Regions from separate parts of the Mus musculus genome. Here region 2 is linked to region 1. A link is a contact called in public Hi-C data. All regions are on one chromosome and are shown on one strand. The core of a region is the stretch at or near the end of the contact, and the rest is flanking DNA. Distances in the headings are between cores, read along the strand shown. Region 1 holds the start of Cysltr1 (cysteinyl leukotriene receptor 1). Region 2 has its middle 89 kb from the start of Rtl3.

Region 1 (3,483 bases), core at 219-2,718:
CCACACTTTTTAAAATGTCAGAACTGAAAAGCATCTAGGAAAGTGAGGAGAGGGAAGCAGGGAGGTAACAGTAGAGAGGTGTCAGTCTACCCTGTTAACATCTTCTGAAAATGTAAGGCGATAGCTGCAACGAAACTGGATGGAGAAGAAAGGATGGCGAGAGAAGGAAAGGAGAAATGGAATGCAGTCAGTTCCAGAAAACACAGTAAGATTGGAGCAGCTAATAGAAAGTGAAGCCCTGTCAGAGCTGATGGAAAGCCTGTTCTTCCCATCACTCAGGAACAGAGACACAACTAAAGAAATAAAGAAGTCAGAGGGGGGGGGCACCCCCTCGATGCTACACCAACAGTGGTGCTATCTTTTCTTTTTTTTAAGATTTATTTATTATTTATTATATGTAAGTACACTGTAGCTGTCTTCAGACACACCAGAAGAGGGCATCAGATCTCATTACAGATGGTTGTGAGCCACCATGTGGTTGCTGGGATTTGAACTCTGGACCTTTGGAAGAGCAGTCGGGTGCTCTTACCCACTGAGCCATCTCACCAGCCCCAAGTGGTGCTATCTTAAAGCACTTTTCTTCAGTATCTAAAAAAAAATACCCCTTCTGCCATAACTCAAACTCCTTGAAAACAACACATACTGGAGGGGAAGTAAAACTTTATACTCTGTATCTCTTATAAACTCAATTCCATTGAATAAATACTGGCTAAAATAGCAATAAAATTCCCAAGATAGGATTAAAGTCTGCTCTTGAATCCAAATGTTTGCTTCCCTTTTAAATGTTCTTGGACGACCTTTTCTCCCAAGCATCATCATTACCACTGCATCCAAGGATTCCGTGGAAGAGGATAAAGAGTGACTGTAAAGTCATTAGGCTGCCTAAAGATGGAAAATTTGAGAAATTTCTTTCTTGTAGCCCATAACTGGCCAGAAAGCCACTGTTATAAGGACATTTACAAGTCCTTCCAACTAGTTATTAATAATAAGGCTACGTTTACACAATGTGTGTGTGTGTGTGTGTGTGTGTGTGTGTGTGTATCCCAACACAGGACTTTCATAGTAAAATTCAAAGTAGTTCATTCACCCAGTTTACTTCAAAATCTTATCAATTTGTCTTCAACATCAAATCACACCTCAGGTTCTAATTAGCACACTCTAGATTGGCATGTCCTTTTCCTCCTAGGATATGAGACAATCAAAAAGAAAAATGCTTTTCAAAATTCTTATAGAATCACAAATTTCATGAAGGAGGGGGACACACACACATACAGCCTGTGAAGGAGAGAGGATATATGGAAGGAGAGAGGTAAAGAGGAAGTATATCTTAAGATCAAGTTTCACATAATGCCAGATATATTAGCATATACTGGTAGGATTATCTTTTCCCCGCCTACAAATAGCCTAAGCACCCTCCAGTCATAAAAATCAGAGAGAAGTAAGCTGAACAGCAGACACTCCTCCTTACTTCCCACCTCAGAGCAGCTGCATGACTTCCTGAGGATTCTATTGCAGTAGCCAGAGATAAACACTCATTTGTGCATATTACGTGCAAGTCTCCAGTTTCTATTCTTCTTCCCTCTCCGCTCTTTCCCTTCCCCCACTTTAAACCAGGGAAGCCAAACTCTGGCGGGGTTGAAGCGGCTTGAGAAGTACTAAGAAACAGGAAGAAGAGTCGAGGTCTATTGGCTAGCAAATGTGCCATGGCCTGACCTCTCTCCTCTGGAAAAGAAACATTCCTAAAGAGCAGGAGCCCTGTGAATGGAGTGGACCATCCCGAATATCCAGACTTATTTGCAGCTCACCATCCAGGGTTAGCTCACCAGGAGACTAGCAGGTTGGAATTTCTGAAGATTTGGATCTTGCTTCAGGGAGCAAAAGGACCTTAAACTGTGAAGCTTGGAATCAGCAGGTAAGAAAATTGGGTTGGTTGGAGCAAAGTTGAACTGATGGCAGATTCTACCAAATGCCTCAGAGATTGTGGATAACTGCCCTGCCTTATCTGCCTTGAATTAAGCTGCTAATCTGAACATCTGCATTCTTTCGGCTTTGGTTCTTGGCCAGAGCTCTGATCGTCTAATCAGCCTGTCAGCAAGTGTAGCTCACTGCCTCTGTTGCACGCTCAAAATGGCAAACTGTTGAGGTGGCATTCCTCAAGCCTCCAGCACCTTTACGACTCAGCCAGAAGTGCAAAATCGGCCTCAAGCTCCCATCTTAAGGCTACCCTGGAGCTTCTGTAATGCAGATTTAAATGTGGAAAGAATGTGTTCAGCGGCTGCTGCTGCACGTAAACCAACCAGTTGGGGGCTGACCTAGACTTTTCACGAGGCACTTTCATGCTTTGTTTTCTTCTTACTTAATTCACTTTACATCCTGCTCAAAGTTTCACACTTTTCACCTTCTTTGCATCCTATAATTGAGACAGGATGTCCCTCTTTCCCCCACTCCTTCATTCTCATCATAGTTCTCATTCTACCCTCCCCCAGGCCCCTCTCTTAGGTAAAGAGAAAAGTGACTCAGACAGGTTAAGGAATTTCCTTGCAACACACCACGCTGCTAGAAACTGGCCATTTGACTCAAGACTACAGAAAGAAAGCCCTATCAACTTACAGACAACTAGTAGAAATACCTATGACCTACTTTGTAACTTAGGGCTAAACTCACTAGGTTAACATTAGACTAAGAAGTCATACAATTTAATCAACCACATGGGACAAGAACGTTTTTTTGTCTTCTTAGCTATTTTCAATGGTATGCAAATAGACTGGCAGGCACTACCTTTTTAAATTCAGTGGTTCTAAATCCCTGTCTCTGCAATTGTTTTGAAATCAAGGAGATCAAACTACCATATAGTTAGAGGGCATCTAACTTGGATCTGTTTGTATACTGCTTTAAGAATGATAGCAAACATTTTATAAAGATTTATAAAGTATTATTACCAGAGTATATTTTAGATAAAATTTGTGTCTAGATAATTTTAAATTTATCATATCTGTGGCATCAAGTTTAAGTCACTGAAAAATTATTTCCTGTCATAATTTTACAATTAGTACCCCAATTGTGACTAAAGTTTACCTCTGTCTACATAGTAGATAAACATAATCAAAATATTATGTTTACATCTATCTCTTTTAATAATACTGCTCCTCGTTCTCTGAAAAATCCTAATTATGTTGGGCATTCGAGTCCTACAAAAAATAATCTAGACCATGATCCGATCAATTAAAACAAAAAAATGTCACAGGCTGGAGTAAGGCTGAGCTAGCCCTGTCAGAGTCTTCCTGATTTACTGTTAGCCTTTTTCACTTCCCATTACCTGTCCCCTCCTAACTTGAATCAAACCTGATGCATTTATAAACTCTATCAGAGAAGAATGATTCTTCTATGGCCCAGGAAATTATAAATTGGCCTTTGGTGTACCGTGGGCTGATAATGAGGAATCCTAAAGAGAAAGAACGCAAACGACATGTCAAATTTGGAAAC
Region 2 (3,449 bases), core at 592-3,091, 150 kb before region 1:
AAATATCCATTCTTTTTTGTTTTGTTTTGTTTTTGTTTTTTGAGACAGGGTTTCTCTGTATAGCCCTGGCTATCCTGGAACTCACTTTGTAGACCAGGCTGGCCTCGAACTCAGAAATCCGTCGGCCTCTGCCTCCCCAGTGCTGGGATTAAAGTTGTGAGCCACCATGCCCGGCAAATTTCCATATCTTAACAAATTAGTTTTATTTTAATGAGTAGACTTTTGCTCTATACTGGGTCAGTGAATGACTTGCTGTTAGAATTACTCTAGAATCATCTCAGTGCTATAGCAATAACAAGAGCAGCATTTTCAAAAGCAACTTACTGACTAGAAGAAGTAAAAAGAGGGAAAGTGGGTGAAGTAGTACCAGTACTAGAGTCTTCTGATCACACACTCACATTTCTTTCAAAATTCTGCTAAGCATCCCCTAATTTAATTTTCACGAGAACCTTGAGATATATGGAGCAAAGCAAGACTAGTGCTATTAGCTTCATTTGACAGTGGAGAAAAATGCTTGTTCTGCAAACAAGAGGATCTGAATTCAAGTCCCTAGCTGCTACATCCACTCCAGTAGTGACCGCATGACAGGCCAAAAGCAAACATTCACTGAAACTTAGTCTCCTGGAACTGTGGCATCCTGTATAACGAATGATCCAAACTTGTCCTTGCCAATGGATCTGTGTGCTCTCTTTCAGTATTGTTTTATTATAGGTGCCTCCAAGCAATGACTTGCCAAATAGCTAAGCAAAATCGAACTTTGCTTCCTGGCCTTCACCAATGCTTGAGACGATCCCGGGCTTGGAATTCAGTAAGAATGTTGCCTATTCAGTGAAATTCAGAATTGCCTCTAGTATTGTAAGAGAGATAGTGAAAGAAATCATTACTATCTACTACATAGAGGTAGAAATCTCAGGACAAGCTTAGCAAAGTAAGTTTAGAATTCTTATTATAGTTATGTATGGCAGACTACATTACTTATTAGTAGAAAGTCCCCACACACTATCACTTAGAATAAAAGCCAAGTCACTCCCATATACAGGAATTTACAATGGTTTAGGAAGTAGATCGGGCTGTGATCTTAGAGTATTGCATTATTCATGAGATGGTTAGCTAGAGTGGAACTCTCTAATTAGAACTATGACTTGGGTGTGAAAGCCCTTGCCCCAGGAGTGTAAAGACCTCACACCTGGCTTCTAAGAATATAGCTGACCTAAGAATAGAGCTGATTTTGTCTCAGTTGTTTTATTGCCCAGTTCCTGCCAGTCTTTGTGTTTGCATTCCTCTGTTTTGTGTTAGAGTCATTAAGCATCCGGTAACCTCATTGTACCTTGCCTATGTGTCACCTAACTTCCCTATTTTCTTCTGTATGAAACGTTTGATGCTTGATTTGACAAACTGCATTCAGATACAGCACACTCCCTTGTGTCCGAATTTGTTTGTCATTTCTCGACAACTCTTGGACCACCTGTCCAGAACCCTGATTTCTCCAGCTGTTTGAGGGGAGTCGACTGAGGCTGGTCCGAGGCACCTAGCATATAAATATAAACCAGGCACAGCAGTATATACCAGTAACTCTCAAACTGTGGAGTCAGGGCAGAGTCAGGAAAATTCTAAGGGCTTATTGTCTCCATCAAGCCTAACCAAAACTGTGAGTTTCTACTCATCAAGAGACCCTATCTGGTTTAATATTGGTGATTTCAAGGACTCTTTAAATAAGGATTTTTTTCCTTTTGTATTTATTCTTTAATTTTTTTAAGGTCCAGACATTATGTCCTTCCCTGTCCACCTTCTGACTGTTCCACATTCCATACCTCCTCCCCCCACCATCTCTAAGGGGTGTTCTCAACCCTACCTCCATCCCATCAGACCTTCCCACTTCCTGGGGCCTCAAGTCTCTTGAGGGTTAGGTGCGTCTTCTCTGACTGAGTCCTGACCTGGCAGTACTCTGCTGTATATGTGTTGGGGGCCTCATATCAGCTGGTATATGCTGCCTGGTTGGTGGTCCAGTGTCTGAGAGATTTTGGGGGCCCAGGTTAGTTGAGACTGCTTATCCTCCTACAGGGTCGCTCTCTTCCTCAGCTTCTTCCAGCTTTTCTCTAATTCAACCACAGGAGCCACTGACTTCTGTTTATTGGTTGAGTGTAAATATCTGCATCTGGCTCTTCCAGCTGCTTGTTGGGCCTTTTGGAGGGCAGTCATGATATGCTCTTGTTTGTAAGCACACCGTAGCCTCAGTAATAGTGTAAGGCCTTGAGGCCTCCCCTTGAGCTGGATCTCACTTTGGGCCTGTCACTGGACCTACTTTTCTTCAGGCTCTTCTTCATTTTTTTGTCCCTCCAGTTCTTTCAAAAAGGAACAATTATGGTTCAGAGTTGTAACTGTGGGATGGCAACCTCATCCCTCCACTTGATGACCTGTCTTTCTACTGGAGATGTACTCTACAAGTTCTCTCTCCCTACTGTTGGGTATTTCATCTACAGTCCCTCCCTATGAGTTCTGAGTCTCTCACCTTCCAGGTCTCTGTTACATTCTAGAGACACCACCCCCAACCTCCCAAGGTTTCTGGTATCCATTCTTTCTGTTGGCCCTCAGAGCTTCAGTTCTGTTCCCTCCACTCAATACCTGATCTTGTTCCACTCTTTCCCTCCCTATCCCCTTTCCCACAAAGGTCCCTCTCTCCCTCCCTCCACCCTCCTGTGATTTATTTCTTCTCCCTCCCAAGTGGGATTAAGGCATCCTAACTTGGGCCCTTCAGTTTGTTTACCTTCTTGAGTTCTGTGGATTGTACCCTGGATATTTTGTATATTTTTTTGCTAATATTCACTTCTTACTGAGTAAGAAGAGAACACACTCTCAAGAGGCAAAGCAGAGAAGAGATGGGGTGAAGAATTCTTTGAGGGAGTCCAGAAAGGGAGCAACATTTGGAGTGTAAATAAATAAAACATTTAAAAAGATAAAGTCTATTCTGAGAAGAGGGTGGGGGAAGGAGAAACAACTAAGGAGAGAAAAGAACACAAATCTGAATGAAAAAAATGTATTAGAATTGAGTCAAAGGTTACCTGATTACCCTAAGGGAATACAAAATATTGTAGCCACTTTAGAAAAGAGTTTGGCAGTTGTTTTCAGTAATGTTAAATGCATGATAGTGAGTGACCCAACAATTGCATTCTGAGGTGTGCATCAAACAGTAATGAAAAAGTATGTTCACACAAAAATTTTTGTATATAAACGTTCCTAGACGTTTTATCCAAAATAGCCAAAACATAAAACAACCCAGGTTGAAGAATTAAAAGCTCGATAAACAGATGACAACATATGCATATTTTAGAGCACTACATTGCACTATAAAAGAACAATTTACTCAAGCAACATAAACAAACCAGACATCTATTTTGCCAAAGAAAAACCTCAAGGACAGAGCCATGTTTTGTGTTATTTTGTTCATATAA

What was found. A called contact is a pair of places that touch in the nucleus more often than the background predicts.
Region 2: a Hi-C map of trophoblast stem cells shows a contact between it and region 1, with 8 times the contacts expected there. The contact joins the enhancer-like site here to the promoter of Cysltr1 in region 1. A contact is called at or near these places in 1 of 39 promoter capture datasets (macrophages), 2 of 484 Hi-C or Micro-C datasets (the BV-2 cell line and trophoblast stem cells), 5 of 115 datasets of contacts at active chromatin or transcription factors (the SCID.adh cell line, bone marrow-derived dendritic cells, bone marrow-derived macrophages and 2 more) and 4 of 9 other capture datasets (adipose tissue, liver, macrophages and 1 more).

Annotation. Positions count from the first base shown.
Region 1 is chrX:106,601,664-106,605,146 of GRCm38.p6, reverse strand. Cysltr1 (cysteinyl leukotriene receptor 1) reads left to right here and starts at 1,468. Exons shown (of 4, transcript NM_021476.5): 1 at 1,468-1,912. All of the region lies in intron 1 of Gm5127 (predicted gene 5127), which reads right to left.
Region 2 is chrX:106,749,878-106,753,326 of GRCm38.p6, reverse strand. No RefSeq gene overlaps it. Among named protein-coding and RNA genes, the nearest start is that of Rtl3, 89 kb to the left of the region's middle. Within about 2 kb of position 1,841, at least 3 of the 459 cell types and tissues checked have an H3K27ac peak or open chromatin away from gene starts, as enhancers often do. A contact at or near this core is called in trophoblast stem cells, where this site is marked.